Linked DNA regions of Mus musculus: regions 1, 2, 3, 4, 5 and 7 are each linked to region 6. The links are chromatin contacts, called in public ChIA-PET, HiChIP or PLAC-seq and promoter capture Hi-C maps. All regions are on one chromosome and are shown on one strand. The core of a region is the stretch at or near the end of the contact, and the rest is flanking DNA. Distances in the headings are between cores, read along the strand shown.

Evidence for each region. Promoter capture Hi-C pulls out the DNA fragments that hold promoters and counts their contacts. ChIA-PET counts read pairs in DNA pulled down with a chosen protein or histone mark. HiChIP or PLAC-seq counts read pairs in DNA pulled down with a chosen protein or histone mark.
Region 1: a contact with region 6 is called in an RNA polymerase II ChIA-PET map of memory CD8 T cells, with 26 read pairs. The contact joins the enhancer-like site here to the promoter of Dbnl in region 6. A contact is called at or near these places in 6 of 39 promoter capture datasets (embryonic stem cells, hippocampal neurons, liver and 2 more), 1 of 15 datasets of contacts at CTCF or cohesin (large pre-B cells), 2 of 484 Hi-C or Micro-C datasets (embryonic stem cells and nephron progenitors), 14 of 115 datasets of contacts at active chromatin or transcription factors (astrocytes, bone marrow-derived dendritic cells, bone marrow-derived macrophages and 6 more) and 1 of 9 other capture datasets (liver).
Region 2: a promoter capture Hi-C map of pre-B cells shows a contact between it and region 6, with 2.6 times the contacts expected there. The contact joins the promoter of H2az2 here to the promoter of Dbnl in region 6.
Region 3: a promoter capture Hi-C map of hematopoietic stem and progenitor cells shows a contact between it and region 6, with 7 times the contacts expected there. The contact joins the enhancer-like site here to the promoter of Dbnl in region 6. A contact is called at or near these places in 6 of 39 promoter capture datasets (cranial neural crest, hematopoietic stem and progenitor cells, hippocampal neurons and 2 more), 6 of 115 datasets of contacts at active chromatin or transcription factors (T-cell acute lymphoblastic leukemia, bone marrow-derived macrophages, embryonic stem cells and 2 more) and 1 of 9 other capture datasets (liver).
Region 4: a promoter capture Hi-C map of pre-B cells shows a contact between it and region 6, with 3 times the contacts expected there. The contact joins the promoter of Zmiz2 here to the promoter of Dbnl in region 6. A contact is called at or near these places in 2 of 39 promoter capture datasets (liver and pre-B cells) and 1 of 9 other capture datasets (liver).
Region 5: an H3K27ac HiChIP or PLAC-seq map of double positive thymocytes shows a contact between it and region 6, with 3 times the contacts expected there. The contact joins the enhancer-like site here to the promoter of Dbnl in region 6. A contact is called at or near these places in 9 of 39 promoter capture datasets (the C10 cell line, the SN4741 cell line, cranial neural crest and 5 more) and 8 of 115 datasets of contacts at active chromatin or transcription factors (astrocytes, double positive thymocytes, embryonic forebrain and 5 more).
Region 7: a contact with region 6 is called in a promoter capture Hi-C map of pre-B cells, with 4 times the contacts expected there. The contact joins the promoter of Emid1 here to the promoter of Dbnl in region 6. A contact is called at or near these places in 12 of 39 promoter capture datasets (the HPC-7 cell line, cranial neural crest, embryonic stem cells and 6 more), 13 of 115 datasets of contacts at active chromatin or transcription factors (astrocytes, embryonic hindbrain, embryonic stem cells and 6 more) and 2 of 9 other capture datasets (liver and pancreatic islet).

The regions. Positions count from the first base shown.
Region 1 is chr11:5,176,049-5,178,829 of GRCm38.p6, forward strand. No RefSeq gene overlaps it. Among named protein-coding and RNA genes, the nearest start is that of Emid1, 25 kb to the left of the region's middle. Within about 2 kb of position 1,318, at least 89 of the 459 cell types and tissues checked have an H3K27ac peak or open chromatin away from gene starts, as enhancers often do. A contact at or near this core is called in bone marrow-derived macrophages, double positive thymocytes, memory CD8 T cells and 2 more, where this site is marked.
Region 2 is chr11:6,443,037-6,445,982 of GRCm38.p6, forward strand. H2az2 (H2A.Z histone variant 2) reads right to left here and starts at 1,407. Exons shown (of 5, transcript NM_029938.1): 1 at 1,301-1,407. The coding sequence starts at 1,303. It also overlaps the pseudogene Gm11970.
Region 3 is chr11:5,213,981-5,216,941 of GRCm38.p6, forward strand. Kremen1 (kringle containing transmembrane protein 1) reads right to left here. Exons shown (of 9, transcript NM_032396.3): 4 at 1,427-1,551. Among named protein-coding and RNA genes, the nearest start is that of Gm25142, 36 kb to the right of the region's middle. Within about 2 kb of position 1,656, at least 45 of the 459 cell types and tissues checked have an H3K27ac peak or open chromatin away from gene starts, as enhancers often do. A contact at or near this core is called in T-cell acute lymphoblastic leukemia, hematopoietic stem and progenitor cells and regulatory T cell precursor, where this site is marked.
Region 4 is chr11:6,393,459-6,396,550 of GRCm38.p6, forward strand. It overlaps Zmiz2 (zinc finger, MIZ-type containing 2), which reads left to right and starts at 1,667. Exons shown (of 19, transcript NM_028601.3): 1 at 1,667-1,830; 2 at 2,110-2,220; 3 at 2,300-2,414; 4 at 2,774-2,976. The coding sequence starts at 2,171.
Region 5 is chr11:5,242,938-5,245,785 of GRCm38.p6, forward strand. It overlaps Kremen1 (kringle containing transmembrane protein 1), which reads right to left. Exons shown (of 9, transcript NM_032396.3): 2 at 838-1,000. Among named protein-coding and RNA genes, the nearest start is that of Gm25142, 7.5 kb to the right of the region's middle. Within about 2 kb of position 1,479, at least 163 of the 459 cell types and tissues checked have an H3K27ac peak or open chromatin away from gene starts, as enhancers often do. A contact at or near this core is called in the SN4741 cell line, astrocytes, double positive thymocytes and 2 more, where this site is marked.
Region 6 is chr11:5,787,087-5,789,847 of GRCm38.p6, forward strand. It overlaps Dbnl (drebrin-like), which reads left to right and starts at 1,397. Exons shown (of 13, transcript NM_001146309.1): 1 at 1,397-1,556. The coding sequence starts at 1,474.
Region 7 is chr11:5,150,835-5,153,534 of GRCm38.p6, forward strand. Emid1 (EMI domain containing 1) reads right to left here and starts at 1,396. Exons shown (of 15, transcript NM_080595.3): 1 at 1,288-1,396. The coding sequence starts at 1,388.

The DNA.
Region 1 (2,781 bases), core at 68-2,567, 610 kb before region 6:
CAGGGCCAGCGCCCATGGGGAGCCCTCCAGCCACCTGTCACTGTGTTCAGAAACCCATACTTTCTGGGTTTTTGTGGTTTCTTGTTGTGGTTTGTGTGTCTGTCTGTCTGTCTGTCTGTCTGTCTGTATATCTGTCTGTCTTTCTGTCTCTGTCTCTGTGTGTCTGTGTGTGTCTTGTGTGTCTATGTTTCTGTATGTGTCTGTCTTTCTGACTTACTCTCTATGTGTCTGTCGTGTGTCTGTGTATATTGTGTATCTGTGTGTCTGTCTGTGTGTATCTGTCTATCTCTTTCTGTCTCTGTATGTCTGTGTGTCTGTCTCTGCCTGTCTGTCTGTCTGTCTGTGTAGGCCAGTGGTTGAAGTCAAGTGTCTCCCTTACCCACTCTGCACCTTAGTTTTTGAGCAGGGTCTCTCACTGAACTCAGAGGTACTGATTTGGCTAAGCTGGCTGGCCAGTGTTGTCCCAGCACTTAGACTGCAGGTACACGCCACCACACCTGGCTTTTTAACCTGGATGCTGGAGATCTGAACTCGGGTCCTCATGCTGTGTGGACCTAGGCACACACCCACTGAGTCGATTCTGTAGACTTGTATGCTGTTTTGTTGAGAAACAGAGCAGAATTCACCTCACAGGTCCCCGAGACCAGAAGGGCATAACTCAGTCCTGCCTCAAGTGAGGGGGTAGCTGTGACAGGCCGTCATGAGAACATGCTTTCAGTCTGAGGAGAAGGCAGCTCCACCTGGCACTCTGATGTCACCAGCTTCTTTTGTTCAAACAGCTGGGCTGTTTTGTCGGCCATACTTTCTGGGCAGTGCCTAAGACCAGCTGAGGTACGTTACTGCAGAGTTTTCAATGGCCGGGGCTTAAAATCTGGCTGCTGAGTCAAACTGGTGACAAAGACAGCAATTCCACTAGGAAATTCCACTGAGGCTGGAGGCCCGTGAGTTTACACTGGAATAGGCCTGGGACTCTTCGATGGTAGAGCACCCCAAGGCCCCAGGCTCAGGCTGAGCGCTGCAGAGTCTCTGAGTCTCTGAGTGTGCAGACTTCTAAGCACAGCATACTGGAGGCTGAGATAGAAGGTGGAGAGTTTGAGGCTACCTCACAAACAAACAAACAAACAAACAAACACGTGCTAGGGTAGAGCTCTTGCCTTGGCCCTGGCATGATCTCTAGTGTGGTTTAAAAAAAAAAAAACAACCCTAAAGAAGAGATTCTGGCTGCCAGCAGAGGCAGGAAGCAGGATGTGCGCATCACAGCCGCTTACCACAGCCTGAGGCAGGAAGGAAAGACTGACATAAAAACCCTTTGATCGTGGTCTCTTGATCTCTGAAAGGTTCATCTCATCACGGCTGAGAAAGGATGGGCGTCTATAACTTCTGTGTCGCCTAAGACTCACTGGATCCTCTAGAATATTCCCAACCGAGCCAATGGCCAACGCCCTGGGTAGGCTTCTGGTGAACTGAGCTAGGTGCCAGGTCAGGCGGGAGTCCTCCGCGCTCAGTGGCCTACAGCTGGTACAAGGAGACAGGTAACTTCCAGAAGGCCAGCCTGGCCAGGGTACATGGCCTCAGGCTCCACAAAGCAGAGGCCATTGTCTGTCCCAGTATTCCTTGCCATCAACACTATCATATATCCTATCATATCAGTCATATGATGTTCAGTAAATATTTATAGGTAAAATGAACCATGTAGGAGCTGGGAGATGGTTAAGAGCACTGGCTGCTCTTCCAGAGGACCCAGGTTCAGTTCCCAGCACTTACAGGGCAGCTCACAACTGCCTATAACTCCAGTTCCAGGGGATCTGACACCCTCAAACAGATATACATACAGGCAAAACACCAGTGCACAAAGAAGTAAATAAATAAATCATTAAAAAGGTCTTGGAGGGAGAAGTCTGAAAGGGTATGCTGGTACCGGGGACTATATGCACGTATGGTGGGTATACACATGTTTGGTGTGCACACAAATATCTATGTAGTATGTGCTAGACATAGATGGGCAAAGTGTTTAGCCTCAGCAGCAGAGTCTCTGGACTCAGGACTGACTATAATTTGTGGGCACCACAGTGCAAAATGAAAATATAGAGTCTCTTCTTGGAAAAATAATGAAGACTCTCAGGAGGCCAACAGCCAGAGCCAAATCAGGAGCACAGGACCCTGCAAACGCCATATACCTGGGACGGCCAGCCCTATGAGCTGCAGCCCCAAGTCCTCGCTCCCTAAGAGCTCCCGGTCCATAGGTTTGCATCCCCCCCTGCCCCCACTTCCCAGTTCCCTCTTTTTTTTTTTTTTTTTCTTTTTTATCTAGACAGGGTTTCTCTGTATAGCCCTGGCTGTCCTGGAACTCAGAAATCCGGCTGCCTCTGCCTCCGAGTGCTGGGATTAAAGGCGTGCGCCACCACGCCCCGGCCAGTCCCCTTTTTTTCTTGTAAAGCTAGGTTCCTGCCTGGCTGGTCTCAGGGTTAGCGAGCATCCCTCTGTCCCTTGCTGGGGCACTCACTGTCTGCTACTTTGTGTTGTGGTTGGAACAATGAGAATTTCTTCCCTGGGGAGATGTAAATCCCTTCCTCCCTCCCTCCCTCCTTTCCTTTCCTCCCTCCCTCCCTCTTCTAAGAACGCAATATCAAACTAGAGTTTGGTTTCATCAAGGCTCACACATGACCAGAGCATGAGTGAAGGCTTGCCTACAGGAGTATGTGTGACTCTGTAGCAGCAGACTGGAAAGTTTTCACCCACCATGGATGGTGGCTCCCCCATAGCACAGGTGGAACCCCTTTT
Region 2 (2,946 bases), core at 157-2,656, 660 kb after region 6:
AAAAAAAGAAAGAAAGAAAAAGAAAAAAAAAAAAAACCCAAAAATAAAGTACCTATCATGTGAAAATGTAGATGAAACACAAAGTAATAAAACTGATGTTACAATGGATTTAGTAATAGATTTGCTCAGGAAACATTGGCCCAAGTGAAATTTAGCTAAAGGTGGACCGCCTCTCAAACCCCTCGAAGATAAGCAGTATGCTAAGCAGGCCTGCAAATTAAAAACATGGAACTTAGGATGTTAGGAGACAACTGTTCACCAGGATGGGCCACCCAATCAGACTCATTCCCGTGACAAAGGAGACAGAACTGATCTATGACCAGCAGTTAGGCCCAGATAAAGATAAACCAGCTTGTAATTCTGCAAGGTAGGTATGATGACCCTCGGTAATAACTTTGAAAAAGAACAGTGGCATACTTAAAAATACTCCTAGCCATATGTAGTAATATGTATAAATCTATCCACTTCAGCGGTCAGACTTGCAATCTCCTGTCTCTGCTTAAATTGTTCAAAGTGTAACCTGGGACCTCAAAAGAGATGTCAGGATAACAGAGTCTGTGGAATGCACACATCTAAAATGTACATAAATTAGTAAGCTCTTCAGTTGGAGGCAGGCTCTTGCTTGAGTCTTAGCCCAGCCAGACAAGCGTCAAAGAAAAGATAAAGAGCTTTTCCTTAACTAATCTCTAAGTGCATGCAGAGAGTCCTTCTTGGGAAGGCTTACTATTTCTATAACAGCGAAAGCATATTTCAAGCAGGATACCGACAGAAATATAATTCCAAAAAGAGAGCGTCACTCCCCTTAATCTTGGTGAAACACATAGGTCTCGATTGGTTTTAGGACTTTCCCCTCAATTTCAGAATGGGGCTAAAGTTTTACTCACTTTCTTTCTTTAGAAGTCACTTTCAACTAGATCTAAACTACAGAATGAAAAGATACTTTAAGATGAAGCCAAGTAAATAAACTTCTATTCCAAAGAATAACCGGCAAGCCGCTGACGAGGCGAGCGGTTCTGGTGGGCAGGATCAGAACTCCTCCGATCCTCAGCGGGGGGCATTACGTAACCCTGAGCCGAAGCCTCAGAACTCGCAGGGCTACAGCCGGACCTCCTCTGTGCGGCGCAGCACCCGCCCCCCTGCTTCTGCCTCCCGCGTCCGGCGCGCCCCCCCAACCCCCGGCGGAGTCCGGAACAGCGGGCACTCCGGCTCCGAAGCGCGACACCGCCCACTCCCGATCCCCCAGGTGGAGCAGCCGTCCGGGGCTTCTGCGCGCCCACTCCACGCGCGACCCCGCACTCACCATGGTCTCGGCCGCGCGACGCCCACTGCAGCCCCGCGCCGCCGCCGCCGCCGCTCTCGCAGTCGGACCGCCGCAGCCAGAGCGGGACAATGCCCGGGGCCCGCCTCGCGCCGCCTCCACCAATAGCCGCTCACGTTGTTCGTTTGAACCTCGGCGGCCGGCCAATTGTACGCTTCCTTCTAGCCATAACTCCGCCCTCCCGGTGCCGCCTCCCTAACCGCTGTTTGTTTTTTGCACACGGCCCTTGGAGGTGGGCCCTCCGACCAAACATTGACACTCTCTCCGCCGCTCTCCTTGCGCGGACTTCTGATGAACAGAAGAATGAACCAATGAGAGAGGAGGAAAGCCAATGAAAACATTGTCGGCCGCACGGGGGCGGGAGGCTGGGAACAACAGCTCGGTGAACCAATAGACTGGAGCGATTCGGCACAGCTGTGCCTTTCCCGCCCATTTCAGAGCCCGCCAGGACTTCTTTGCTTTGTTTTTCTTCAATTGCAACAAGTTTAAGGGGAACGTTTAGGTAGCACAGGGTCAAATGTCTAAAGTAGAGTTACCTTTGTGCAAAAGCTATTGTGAAAATTTAGGAATAAGTGTATATCGTAGTCCGCACCTAGTTAAATTCTCTAGCTATCGCCAACCCATTCACACAACTTTAAAAGGTTTTATTATTTTTGTGATCATCAATGAGCCCGGGAGATTTGGGAGAGCCACATCCATTTCTCAGCTAGAGAAACGCACTTAGGTGAATGTAGTCATTTGCATACAGCCTTCATCAGAAGTCTTAGACTTTGTTCTGGTTCCAGCTTCAAAGCTTAATTTTTTTCCCATTAGGAAGCACAGACCAGTTGTAGGAGTTAGTTGTGAGCAAAATAGTTTTCTACGGTTTTTGTTGTTGTTTGTTTGTTGTTGTATTGAGACTTCGTTCTTGTGGTAGGATTTTTCCAAGCCATTGTTTTAGAAATTTATCTCCAGCTAGACAATACCTGTCTCAAAATTTGAATTGTTTCTTTTGACAGGGACTATAGCTCTGAGATCAACCTCCATCAGAAGAAGCAACTTGGAGCAGGTCTTTATGAAAAAATAATTTTAATGCTAAACGAGGAAGGGATGAACTTCTAAATGAATTATTCATTTAAATATATGGACAAGTACTTGAGGGGAGTGGGTGGGGTGGGGTGGGGTGACGTCTTTGATCCGAGCACTCAGGAGGCAGAGGCAGGTGGATTTTTGCGTTCCAGGCCAGCCTGGTCTACAAAGCAAGTTCCAAGACAGCCAGGACTACACAAAGAAACCCTTTCTCAAAAACAAACAAACATGGGGCTGGAGCGGTGGTTCAGTGGTTCACTGACTGCTTGTCCAGAGGTCCTGAGTTCAATTCTCAACAACATGGTGGCTCACAACCATCTGTAATTGGGTCTGTTGCCCTCTTCTGGTGTGTCTGGAGTATAGCAAGTGTATACACACACACACATAATCTTTTAAAAAAAGATATGAAGATATGGACAACTGTGAGTGGAATGAATGGAATAATGTGTTCAGATAACAGAACCCTGTGTTCAAGTTTGGAATCAGTTCCCCAGGCAATACTGTAATCAAATGATAATGGTCTTACCAGTGTACCAACCATTATACTTCTAAGTATTGAA
Region 3 (2,961 bases), core at 406-2,905, 570 kb before region 6:
CACACAGACACACACAGAGATACACATGTTTGTTTGTTGTATTTTGAAACACGGTCTCATAGTCTCATTATGTAGCTGTGATTGGCCTATAACTCACTATATAGACCAGGCTGGCCTGGCCTGAAACTCACAGAGATCCACCTGTCTCTGCCTCCCAACGTGTTGGAATTAAAGGTGTGCAATAACATTCATTCAGTCAATAGCCCGGTCATTGTGGGTGGTTCTTAAGGTTAGGTACACTTTTATGGAAACAGTAAGTGAAGATCTGAGATATTTGCAGACCTTGATGTTCATTTTGTGAATCACACTATGAGGGCTGTCATATGGTAACGATCCTACCATTCCTTCTATTCTTACAAGTCTGCATTTCCTAATCACCAATGTTTCTCTTCTCACTCGGCCACCACTGGGAGTGGTGTGGGGTGCTCTCATCTTAGTCAATAAGATGCATCTGTTACTATCACTCTCTGAAGCTTAAAGCTGTCAGATTTAGGTCATGGAACCCCTTTCAAGGCAGCTTCATCCAGTTGATGAATCTGTACTGTTTCTGTCCTACACAAGATGTTATGAACACATCTTGTGCTTTGAACACAGAATGGGTAATTTCCCAACAGAGCTGCTTTCTGGTGGAGACCTGAGTGCTGGCTAGACTCCCCGTTATCAGTGTGTGGCAAGGATAGTGATGAAGTGTATGTGTGTGCACACACAGCCATTGCACAGTCATATAACATTACTATCTACCTGCTTCCTCCACCACTCTCTGGACTTCCTTTCAGGTTCCCCAGCTTCCACATTTGCATGTCCCTTCTCCAGCAGCCAGAGCATGCCGGCTCTGAAACACTCAGTACATACTCACGCTCTGCACAAGCAACAAACCGCAGGGCCATGGGGTCCACTGCCTCGCTTATCTGCCTTCCTCACATGAGTATGGTATCCTTCTGTCTTGGGCTTAATTAATGGCTTTTAGACTGACTTGGTTAAGGAAAGGGAGAAAAAAAAAGGAGAGAGGGCGGGATCTTCTGTCTAATTTAATACAAAACAGCACTACTGACCCTTAGTGATTGGGAAATACATTTTAGAGAAAGAAAGAGAGAGAGAGAGAGAGAGAGAGAGAGAGAGAGAGAGAGAGAGAGAGAGAGAGAGGAAGGAAGGAAGAAGAAGAAAAGAACATTTGGAAAAGAGGTAAGGCATGGTAGTTTGCCACAGAAGGGACCCACCGCCTTGGCTTGACTCTAAGGAGTCATTAGCATCCCTGATCATAACAGACAAGGGCTGAGAGGAGGCTACCGGGGACCCCTCTCCCCATCTTTACATGAATGCTGCCTGTGCTCCAACTCCCCAGCCTACTCTTTCCATGTGACCTGACAAGTGGGCTGCTGGAATTTATCGTTATCTTTTCTAGAGTTGTACGCTGTGGAGCTGGTACCTTGAATCTCTGACTCCGACAGAAGCTGATACAGGTTTGTATGGTGAGCTTGTTAGAGGTTTTACTGGTGCCCGTGAGAGGAGGTGGGTTTCCATGATCCTTGTAGCAGCCAAGGTTTCCAGGCACTAGAGACAAACAAAACAGAAGAATTTCACAACATCTGGCTGGGAAACACTAAGAAGGAAATGCGGTCTGTGCCAGGTGTGCTCTGCCCACAGTGTTTACACCCTGAGTTACAACACAGGCAAATGACAACAAGCTCTAAGCGGACCCTCTGGTAGTGTTCTCTACACCATCTGCAAGGAAATGTGGCACACAGATCCCCAGCTTACTTTCTCCGTGTCGGGAGAATTTAGTACTGAAAAGAAGCAGGAACAATGTCTTAGAATAGAGAAGGTGGCTTTGCTTCTGTCCCATAGCACCCATCTTCCAGTAACTCAGTTAATGACACACCCAGAGGGAAAGAACAGAGGAACCCTGGTAGGAAACCCGGAGGGATTCCTTTGGCCACGTACATGCAAATCTACAAGAAGACTGATACTGTGGGCATCGAGGGAATGAACACTGTTACCACAGCACAACCGGAAGTGTCTTTAACCTCATTCAGCACACCACAGGCATCCCTGTAAACAAGCAGGTGAAGGCACGCTTCGCCAAGAGAAGTAATGTGCACATGGAACATGTTAGGCACCGAGAGCCAAGGTAGTTTCCTAAAACTGGTGATGGAAAAACCTGTCAGAGAAAAGGATGCCAAGGAGAAGGCCCGTGTTCCCCAGAGCACCGGCCAGCTCCGCCGGAGGAGCACGTTTCACGCGAACTACTGGGGAGGGGCCTGGACTTCTGGAGCTGGTCCTCATGAGTTCATAGCTTAGTGTGCAAAAGCAGTCAAGGCCTAGCTTGTTAAAGAGAGATAGAGAGAAAGACAGACAGACAGACAGACAGACAGACAGATGGGCGAAGCAGGCTGGCAGTGTCTCAGGGTTAAAGTTGCTTGCTTGGTGACCTTGGTTTGATCTGTGGAACTCACATGGTAGAGAGAACCAACTCCTAAAAGGTGTTTTTTGGTCTTCACATGTATGCTGTGGCATCTGCTACCCCCTCCCATCCCCCAAAAGTGAAGCGATCAGATTTAAATGGTTCCAGGAGACTGGGGGAGCTCGAGTGGAAAGCACAGGCACACAGCCCCGGGATTTGAGGTTAAAGTAGGAGTGGTAAATTTGAGGCCAATCTGGGCCTCACAATACATTTGGATGTTTCAAAAGTAAACAAATAAATAAGGAAACAAACTAACAAAGGGGCTGGAGAGAAGGTTCCAAGGACAAGAGCACTGGCTCCTCTCCCGTTGGACACAGGTTGGACTCCTGGCATCTATAACACTGGCTCAAGACATTTCTGTAACTCCAATTCCAGGGACTCCAGATGCCTTATTCTGGCCTCTGCAGACATCAGACATCACATGGTATACATACATACATACATACATACATACATACATACATACATGCAGGCACAGACACATAAAATAAAAATATCTT
Region 4 (3,092 bases), core at 417-2,916, 610 kb after region 6:
CTTATAATTCTTTTAGCAGATCTTTCACAGAAAAGTTTTTAATTTTATTTTATGGATCAAATTTAGATTTGGTATCAAATCTAAAAACTTTCTGCTCAGCCTGGATCCTGTGGAGTTTCTTTGATATTTTCTTAAACATTTTATAGTTTGTATTTTACATTTAAACCTAGGACCTAGTTCATTTTGGTATATGCTGTGACTCGGTTGTTGTTGTTACAGTAGTGAGGCTCAAACTCAGAGCATGACGTGTGTAAGCACACAGGGCAAGTGCTCTGCCATTAAGCTACATCTAGAGATGCTCCCACCCCCGTCATATTTTGTGTCTGAAGTTTTTTGTTTACTGGTAGGCTCTAGTTGCTCGTGTACCACTTGTTAGAGATGTCCTTCCTCCACTGAATTGCTTTGGTGTCTCTGGGAGTATTTGTGTGGCTATTTTCCCATCTCTTCTCTTTTCCATTAAGTCGTGCTTTTGTCTTGATTCCTGTTCCTATTTCCTGACATCCACATGGTTGTTCCAGACCCCACATGTCAGATCTTGGGAGGAGTTCTTCCCACCAGGTCAGCTGCCAGGATCCAGCAGGAGCAACATAGATGCCAGCCTCTGCTGCCAGTCTGGCACATTCTGTCTCCAGCTGCCTAGGCAGGACCTGGCCTGGGCTAGAATCAAGTGTAGTTGCCTCTGAGGGCCAGGGGACAGAGCCTGTGGATGAGGTGGATGAGGTTTCTCTTCCCTGGTAGCCTGGTGCTGGGTGTGAGAAGGATCTCTGGGAGCCTAAGGCTGCCCAGGCAAGGGCAAGTCACAGTCCCCTTTTCTCTCTTTCTCTTATCCGTTCTGGGGCTTTGTGTGTGTAGCCCTGCCCTGCAGAGCCTCCAGGTCTGTACTGAGCCCTGAGTGGTAAGCACAAAGAAATGTTTGTTCCAGAGCTGAGTGGGTGCTGCGATACCCCTCTCTCCCCTAGACAAGAGGCTTGTGAGTGCTGAGTGGAAGATGGAAATCACCAGATCTGATAATGGTTCAAAAGGTATGTGTGGCAATCACACAGCCCCTACCAAGAGAGGGTTTCAGACAGGAGCACCCAGGCCTTCCCAGAGGTCCCTGAGAAGTGCCCAACACATGGCTTGTGTGCCATTCTGGTGAGACCAAGCAGAGGTAGGCACGCATGTGGTCCAGGGTATATTAGGACCTGAGTGGATGAGGCACTGAGAAAGGCAAGGAGTGGGAGTCTTCTGTACCAGTCGCTGCTCTTACCTGCTGTTGCCTCCCTGTCCACCAGCCACTGCTACGGTTTTCTAAGAATGAAGCCCAGTTGGTCCCATCTTGTAGATGTGCGTTAGCATGGTCTGGCTTTGTGACTACCCCCCACACCTGCTGTGCTGTGTGTGTCACTGCCATGTTGGGAATTCACAAGTGTCACAGATGGGTCTTTGGGGGGGGGCAAGATGTCCACTTGACCATATACTTAAGGTCATATTTGTCTCAGGGGTGTGTGTGTATGTGTGTGTGTGTGTGCACCTACATGCATGCATACATGCACGCACGCGCGCGCGCGCACACACACACACACACACACACACACACACACACACACACGCCTGCTCCCCTCAAGTCGTCTGGATCAGCTTGAAGGTCCTGTGACCTGAAGCCCTTCTGCCACCCTCTTGATAGGAGAGAGCTGCCAACCAGGGGCTGGGTCAGTGCCTGTGTCCTGTGTCAGCCGTGTCGGTACAGCCACCCTAAGGCCAACCTGGTGGATGGACTGCCGTTGTACATCTGCTGCCTGACTTTTCAGCATCTGCCTCAAAGAACACTCAAGCTCTGCTCCTTCTCAGGTCTCTGGGCTCCGCAGGGTGGGGGCTACCCCTCTGACCTTCTCCAGGGCCTGCTGAGGGTTCCTGGCTTCCTATGATTTATATGGGAAAGGGAATGTGGGAAGTATTTGATATCAGAAAGCCCTTTCCAGGGTTGATCCAATGGCTTAAGATGACAGAGCCCTTGTTAGAGTTGCTTTGCACTGCATTCTGGGCTGACATTTGCCAACGCTACTACCCTGGCTTTGTCCGTGCTACCATGAGCATCTAAGCTCCTGCCTTCTCCCTCCTGTCCCGCAGCCGGAGCAGCAACTCCCGGATAAGCTCCAGCACATTGGGCCTGTAGGCTGCTCCATCACCAATGAACCCCATGAACCCCATGAAACCCGCCCTGCCCCCTGCACCACACGGGTGAGTGTGGGCTTCTGTGGCCTGCCTCTAGCAAGCCCTTGGCCTTCTGACCCTGCCTTAACCAGCTGCTCTCTTTTAGTGATGGTTCATTTGCATATGAGTCTGTGCCTTGGCAACAAAGTGCCACTCAGCCAGCTGGGTCACTGTCTGTGGTCACTACTGTGTGGGGAGTTGGCAACGCAACCCAGAGCCAGGTGAGTGTGTATCAGGGCCACCCCACTCCCACCCCCACCCCCCAGCCCTCAGGATCCAGAGTCTTGGTGGTGCCTCTACCATCTTAGGGCTCCAAGAACCAGGGACCAAGCGGACTGTCTGAAGCACAAGGATGGGGCTTCCTGAGGGTCTCAAGTCACTAGGTGCCTTTCTTCTGTACTACCATGGGATGTCTTCCCCTGGCTCCAGAGACCCTTCCAGTCAGAACTATAGACAACCACTCCTGCCACCCAGGTCCTCCCCCATTTGCTGGGCATCTCTTGGCATCTAGCACTTTAGGGCTGTGTCTTAAAGACAGTAGTTTGGCTGGTTCTCTCTGGTGACTCCCACTTCCTTGTAGGTTTTAGGGAACCCCATGGGCCCTGCAGGAAGCCCCCCTGGTGGTTCCATGATGCCTGGTGTGGCAGGTGGCAGCTCTGCCTTGACCTCCCCGCAGTGCCTGGGACAGCAGGCGTTTGCTGAAGGAGGTGCTAGCAAGAGCTACGTACAGCAAGGCGTGTATGGCCGAGGGAGCTACCCTGGGGGATCCAGCTTCACTACTGGGTAAGCCAGTGACTTGAAACCATCAGCCTGTCAGTCCTGCAGAAGGGTTGGATGTTGCCTGCTCCTCCCCTACTGTCTCTAGTAGCTACAGTGGAAGTTCTGTTGAGAATGGAAGA
Region 5 (2,848 bases), core at 229-2,728, 540 kb before region 6:
ACAGTGGCCACGTCTGTAGTCCAGCGCTTGATATGCTTATGAGGAGAGCTACTCGAATCCAGGAGTTCTGGTACAGCCTAAGGAACATGGGTCCCAGATGGTCTGAATATCAGTAGCAGCAGCTTTGATGCCCATGAAATGCCCACTGGTGGGAGGATCACCTGAAAAAATCCTCCCAAAGAGACAAGAGAGTGACCAGAGAAGGCACTGCTGTGAATGCCAGCATAAAGCAAACTAAGGTGGAGAAAAATGAGAGAGGAAGAGAGAAAAAAAAGACATGAATTCATTTTTATTTACTTTTATTTCTTGTGCGTGCTTCACTGTATGTTTATCTGTGTACCATGTGCAGTGTCTGGAGAGGTCAGAAGAAGGTGTCTGATACCCCAGAACCGGAGTTACAGATGTTCTGAGCTCCCATGTGGGTGCTGGCAACTGAACCTGGGTCCTCTGGAAGAGTGCTAAGTGCTCTTAACTGTTGAGCCATCTCTCTGGCTCGGATTAGTTCATCTTAAAAACTGATATGGCCGGGCAGTGGTGGCGCACGCCTTTATTCTCAGCACTTGGGAGGCAGAGGCAGGTGGATTTCTGAGTTCGAGGCCAGCCTGGTCTACAGAGTGAGTTCCAGGACAGCCAGAGATACACAGAGAACCCTGTCTCAAAAAAAAAAAAAACCAAAAAAACAAAAACAAACAAACAAACAAACACAAACAAACAAACAAACAAACAATGATATGGTTCTCTGAGTTGGCCAACAGGAGGTAAGCAAGCATTCCAGTTGTGCGAAAGGCTGGAAGAGGAGATGAGAGATCATCTTGAAGCGCTATGGCCCCATCTTACCTGCAATAATTGTGCTCGCCCAGTCCTCCTTCCCCGTTGGGGTACTTCAGCGTGTTGTACGGATGCTGGAAAGTCTCGTTCCAGAACAGACATGGCTTCCCACCTTGCAGCGCTGTCCAGCTCTGTGTTCCCCTGTAATCTGCACCGTTGGCTGTGAAGCACTCTGGAAGGAGGAGAACAGCATACTCATTTTCTGGCAACATTTATAGTTTCCTCCCTCTCTGGTGAATGTTTTATTTGTTTTGTTTGGATCAAGCTAGAAATGGATCATGTTTTGCTAGATCTTGGGCGGCCTGCTGGGCTGACTGAATCTGCAAAAAGGTGCCCTGTAACACTGGCACTCTTGGCACCAGCTTGTTGGGGCACTGGGACATTTCCCCTTGAAGTGTGCAGGTCCCAGTGAAGAGATAATCACAGAGCTGGTGTGCTGAAGTCCACGACGTGAGCCAGGAAACCTTCAAATCTAGATAGTTGCTAACAGCCATGCGCGTGGACTTTGGGGGCCCTCCGAGGGGGCCCCTGCGCTCGCCAGCATCTCCCTGCGGTAACTAGAACCAGGGCAGCAGCTGTAACTGAGAGCTCCCCTACAGTCGGAAAGGCTGCGAGGCCACTTGGATTTAATAAGCATCGGACACAGCAACGCTTTGGAATCCCAATCACACAAATCGGGGATGACTCACACTCCCTGGGAATGAGGAACAGTCAGTCCTCCCTGCGCAGTCTGACGTGCAAGAAAACAGGGGCAACGGAGGACGGGGGTGGCACTTTCTCTCACCTCCCCCTGAAGTGCTTTCCTAGAAAATGTGTCAAAATGGTCTCAGGTCCCATTTTATGAAATGACAGTCCTTGCAGGTGCAATCATGTACTTCTAAAATCCACTTCTCAGACTGGGGGTGGGGCTGAGGCTGACAGGCTTCCCACATCTTGTATGCATTAAACTCACAGAGGTTCATGGGAAAGGCGGAGTACAAAGAGCGATTTTTTAAAATTAGCTTAGTTAAAACTGACAGATAGAAGCACTTCAAACACTTCTCTAAGATGTATCACTGGGACCCTGACAGTCTGGGGAGTCACACCAACATGCTCAGCTCTCCCTCTTTCCTTCTCCTAGCTCACAGTGACCTATAACTTCCGGTAATAAGGACGTGGTGTAGTCTCCCGCTGGAAAGTGCATGTGCCTGCTCTAGACTAATAGGCATGTGGACAACAGGAACACAGCTCTATCCTGAAAGCCATCTGACTGCTTAGAGAAACCGTCCACAAAGCGGCTCTCTTCCAGTCACGCCTTCCTCCTACCAGCTGCTCTCTGTGTTTGGTCTGGAATGGCACCGTTTATGGACAGCTCAACTAATCTAGAATTCTAGGAGACAGGAAACCATAGCAACTTACCATGCCTGGTGCAATACTAGTTAGTAAGTGTGAGTCCTCAATTACCAAGAGGATTGTCTACTAGGGGTCTACATTAAGAAAAAGCTCAAAGATAACTGGGCACATCGACTCAGCATAGATTGGCAGATACCAACTAAAGGCTCAGTGTTGGCTTGTTGTTTGATTGCTGCTGACAGGCTCTGCGGCCTTGGTCAAGTCAACATCAGGCACATCAGTTTACAGTGTTCACATGTATGCCAGCCATACTGATTTAGCACACTCCTCTTTACCCAGGAGGCAGCCAGAGCACTCGACCACACCCAGGACTCCAGTGGAAGCACCCTTCCTCTCCTTCACCTCTGTTTTGGACCCACTGACCGCGAGAGAGCAGTTCAGGGCTCCCTTTCCTCTTCTGCTCTACAGCCCCCCCCCCCCCCAGAACTCTAAGGTTTGTCCTATGGGCGTCTGAGAGCCTCTGGGCTGGAAGCCTGGCTCTGCCCCTAGTTACTCATCGCGGTCAAGCCACGCTGGTCTGCTCTTAATCCTGGGAACATACTTTTCCATTTCCTGCCCAAATGTTCTTCCTCTAATATTTCCAGTTGCAAGATAAACATTGCCCCTCAGAATCCCCTTCCCATCTCTG
Region 6 (2,761 bases), core at 147-2,646:
TCTCTTGGAAGATTTGGGCTTGCTAGATGGAGCTGAAGTTTCTTCTTGTTTTTGTTTGTTTTCGGAACAGGGTTTCTCTGTATAGTTCTGGCTGTCCCTGGAACTCACCCTGTAGACCAGGCTGGCCTTAAACTCAGAAATCCAACTGCTTCTGCCTCCCAAATGCTGGGACTAAAGGCGTGCGCCACCACTGCCCAGCCAGAAGTTTCTTTTTTAATACTTTTTTGAGAGAGGGACTCACTTATAGCCAGTAATCCACTATGTAGACCAGGCTGGACTCAAACTCAGAGATCTATCTGCCTTTGCTTCCCAGGTTCAGGGATTGAAGTCATGTGCCACCACACCCATCTTATTTTTATATTGTGTGATTGTTTAAGTGCACCATGGCCATACCTAGTCCCAGCAGAGACTAGATGAGGGCTAGGGCTGGAGTTACAGAGGGTTGTGAGCTGCCACATAGGTGCTAGGAATCAATCCTGGATCCCCTGGAAGAGCAGTCAGTGCTCTTAACCACCAAGCCATCTCTCCAGCCCCTCCACCCCTTTTTTTGTCTTTGAGATAGGCTGGAACTCAACTATGTAGACCAGGCTTGCCTCTGCCTCCCCAGTGCTGAGATTAAATACACGAACAACACTTCCAGCCCCATTCTTGCAACATTTTAAATGTAACTTCGACCCCCACTGTTCTAGTTTCATTTCTGTTGCTGTGATAAAATGCCCTAGCTAAAAGCAGTTTAGAGAAGTAAGGGTTCGTTTTAGTTTACGACAACAGAGTATGGTCTCTCATAGGGACGTTCAGGCAACTGTCTGGAAATAGAAGTGAAGCACAAAGCAGGTTCTCTTCATTACCCCACTATCACATCAAATATTTCATTTTACTTTATTTAGAAGATCTAGGCAATGCCCAGGCCGGGCTAGAACTCAAGCTTCTGCCTCTGCCAGTTGCGCGCTAGGATCACAGGCTTGTACCTCTACGCCTAACACAGCAGATTCATGTTTTTTTCCTTTTCTTCTTTGGTTTTTCCAAACAGGGCTTCTCTGCCTAGCCCTCGCCATCCTGGAACTTGCGCTGTACACCGGGCTAGGCTGGGGTTGAAGGCGTAGCCATCATGTCCGACTATCAGATGAAATTTCCGAGGCGCCTGCGCGCATACAGCTTGCTCTTAAACAAAATACATTAACTAATGAGAGACGAACCAGCGTGAAGCTCTAAATCGAGCCCACGCCCTGCAGATGCGGACGAACGAGGACCTACGGGCAGGCCCGCCTCTCGTGGATCTTCATTCACCAGCACCCCGCCTCAACTTTACCCTCAGCCTAGCTCGCCTTCTCTCCACTTCCGCTTCCGGCCTCTTGGGCGCGGCTTCTGCACGTCAGAGGCGAGGCTTCCGGCCTCCGGGGCGGGGCTTCCGGCCGTCACTGGAGGCCGGCAGAAAGCTGAAGCTGCTGCATCGCGGGGACCGTGGGGCGTGCCATGGCGGTGAACCTGAGCCGGAACGGGCCGGCGCTGCAGGAGGCCTACGTGCGCGTAGTCACCGAGAAATCCCCGACCGACTGGTAGGCAGCAAGGCGGGGCCGGAGAGGCGCCAGAGCGGGAAGGTGGAGGTCGCGGCGTAGCCGTAGTATTGCAGGATCACCTGTCCACCTTCCTGAAGCCTAGCGAGATGCTACCCCACCCTCGCCACCGCCGTCCCCCCGGCGAGTACCCCCGGGCCTCTCCCCTGCCACCTAGTGGTCGGTCGGCTCTGCCCTGAAGATCTCTGCCTGGTTGTGCTTTCTGCTTTCCGCCAGGCTCTGCGTTTCTGGGACCTCACTGGACAAAGGGGTCCCGCGCAGTTCCCCAACTCCCTGGAAGGCGGAAACCACGTCTTCTAAACCCTGAGTTCAGGAAGAGACCTTGAAAGCGGCGTGAGCAGTGGGTTGAGGTCATGAGCTCACACAGGGCTCAGTCAAGGATGTCACAGGTCTGGGTCCCTGATTCTGGGACTGAAAATGGGATCCTGTCACCTGTTTGAGAAAAGGCTCCATCCTTCCTTCACCACCCCAGGAGCCATTACAGTACTGTGAACTAGATCTGAAGTTTCTGGAGTGGCCCTGCTGAGCCCTCTTAGGTTTCTGCTACATGCATACCAGTCTATAGTAATTCTCTTTCACTTTCCGTTTACTTAACATGCTTCCGTTAGCCAGTTTTTAGTGCTTCAGTTTCTCAGACATCTGATGAGTATGGCAGGTGGACAAATTCTGGGGAACACAAACTGGACTTTGGAGTTCTGGTGGGGCCACCACTACCCTGTGGTCAGCACTGAGGGGCGCTATACTGAGTTTGCCTGTGTTGAGTCTTCCCTGGAGACTTCCCCTATTGCAGAACTCTGGCCAATCATCTCTTCTGTTCTACTGTGTTGTCTCTCCTCTTTATCTTTTGGCCCTCTAGTCGTCTCAGAACCATCACTGTTTGGGGAATACCTCACAACCTAGCTAGCAGTGCCCTTCACCCATGCTTATAACTCTTCACTGACCTTGCTTGCTTTGCTTGCTTGCTTGCTTTTGAGACTGTGTAGCTCTGGCTGGCCTGGAACTCACTGTGTAGACCAGGTTGGCCACGATCTCACCTGTGTCTGTCTCCCGAGCACACATTGAGCCTCCTACTAGAATCATCTGCTCCACCTTGGTCTGACATTGTCCTGCCTCATCCACCCATTGTTCCTTCTGAGGGTGCAGATCTTGCTCTTTCCCCATACACTGTTCATCTGCCCCAGCAGCCA
Region 7 (2,700 bases), core at 146-2,645, 640 kb before region 6:
GGATGCAGGAAAAGTGCCAGCCCACACCAGCTGTGGTTGGCACACTGTAGGGGTGCTGTGGCATCTGCCACATCTGCCACTCGGCTGTTCCCATCTCAGACAGCTAACTGCCTGACCTCTGCTGCCTCAGCCACTTCTACCCCTGAGCCTGCTCTACCCGGTCACCTGCTTTTGCTAGCTCCCAGGGGGGGTTGCTGGCCTCTGACCACAAGAAAGGGAAACTTCTAAAAAGAAAGAAGTGAGGCCACAGGGGGGTGGGGCCCTCACGGGCCTTTGAATGGGCTGAAAGGCCTAAGAGGCCTGGTTAGTCCACATTGTCTGTCCTGGAGACAGGGGCAGGGGCTACAGGCAGAGCAGGGGCCAGGGCAGGTTCAAACTCTGCCATCGAGTCCAGAAAGGGAGAGCTGAATCCCAGCTCTTCCATGAATACCCACCACGAGCACATTAGTCTCAGTTTGCCCCTCTATTGAGTGGGGACAAGTTTCCCTACATCCTCCAGTCTTGAAGGCACTGTCTAGAAAAAGCCCCACAGGACCCGATCCTGGGAAACACTCCACAAAGGCCGGCAGAGAGTCATAGGCTTTTGGGAGGTCCAACCAAATGCCAGGTCCCAGGGGGCCTCTGACACTGACCCACTGTGCAGTCTCCACCCCAGTCCTTCCTCCGAGTGAAATAAATAGCTGGGACATAAAAAAAGAAAAAAGAAAAAAAAAAAGAAAGAAAGAAAGAAGAAAAAGACAGTAGCAGGGGAAAAGAGAGGGGATTCCTGAAGGGCTGGCTAAGGGGTGATCCTGGCATTTTACATGTACATGAAGGGAAGGGGGGCTTGGGCGAGACCCACAGAAGTCCTGGGAAGCTCTGTTGCATTGCCATGGGTCCACCTTCTGGGGCCTCCGGGATCTCAGTAGGGGAGGCCGTCTGTTCTTTCACACAGAAGTAGGTGAGCCGGCTATCCTGAGCACAGCGTGCCAAACCCCTGCTCCCACTGCTTATGGTATAGAGATGAGCGATGGAGCCCCTGCAACAGTCTCGGACTGCCTCCGATGTCCCGGGATTGCAAGGAGCTGGGGTCGGGTCTCTGTCCCAGTCCTAGGGTTGCATGGAGCTGGGGTCGGGTCTCTGTCCCAGACCCTGAAGTTGCACAGAGCTGCGATCGGGTCTCTGCCCCAGTCGCGGGATTGTACGGAGCTGGGGTCGGGTCCCTGTCCCAGTCTCGGGGTTGCACGGAGCTGGGGTCTGCTTCCCTCACCCCAGTGCTGGGATTGCACAGAGCTAGGGGAGACTTACCTGCGACCCGAGAACCGGGCGCCCGGGACGCTCCACGCGGCGCCGCCTCCCGGGAGCAGGAGCCCGAGGCAGAGCAGCGTCCAGGCCCGCGGGCCGCCCATGCTGTCGTCCCCACCGCAGCCGCGGGCGCGCAGAGCCGGTTCCGGGCGGAGCAGGGCGGGGGCGCTCGGCTTCGCCCGCCCCTCGCCCCCCGCCCCCCGCCAACCCGGAAGCCGTCCGCGCCCCCGCCAGGACGCCCTCCAGGTGCCCACCTGAGCCGCAGACTGGGAAACTGAGGCCCTGGCCGCACCCGCCCCCTCGTCCCCGCAACGCTGCCAGGACCTGAACCCACCACTCCAGAGCGATCGCCTCTGGACGCACATCTTTGACATCTTTGCGGAACTGGGTTCCCGAAACACACAGGATCTTCCCATCGACCTAACACAGGCTTCCTGCGCGAGCTGTGCCATTGTCCCAGGCATCTCACCCCATACATCCTGCCCTGACTAAAGCTTTCATCACTCCGTGTTGGGCTGGCTAGGTCGCCCATGTTACGGAGGAGAAACCCGAGGCTCAGGTGCTCCCGCGTCCCCTAAGTGCAGTGACCCTTATACCTGTTTTACAGGGAGACACTAAGGCCCAGAGCACTCTGGCAGAGTAACCCCAGACCCACAATCCCCTCATCTCAGTGTTGGGGTCTAAGCACAAGTGTAGACAGCATTTTGGCATAGGCCTCAATTTCCCATTCCCTAAGGTAAGGACTGGCTGAGAGCAGAGGGCCTGGGTGGGACTCAGGCACATTCCACGCGGCATAGCAGGTGCGAGGAGTTTGCCTGTGCTGACATGATAGACTATTTGTGTGCATGGATAATGTTGTATGCATGCACGGCGCTGTAAACATGTATGTGCTGAATCTGTGTGTACACGATGTGTTTGTGAGCATGGGCAGTATTTGCTTATGTACGCCATATTTGAATGAACAATGTATGTGTTTGTGTGGTGGGCATGTGTATGCATGTATGTCTGTGTACACGTGAGATGCCTGTATGCATGCATATCATGTTTGTGTACACGTGTGCATGTGTGTGTATATGAACATGTGTGTATATGAACATATATGTACATATATGTACACACATATATGTACATATATGTACACACATATATGTACATATATGTACACACATATATGTACATATGTGTGTATATGAAGTATGATTTTCTTTCTTTCTTTCTCTTTCTTTCTTTCTTTCTTTCTTTCTTTCTTTCTTTCTTTCTTTTAGATGAGCTCTCTATATGTCCTGGCTTGGTCTGGAACAAATACACACACACACACACACACACACACACACACACACACACACATATATAATATGGCTAGCTTTCATTTCACAGAGGTCTGTCTGCCTCTGCCTCCTGCATGCTGGGTTCGAT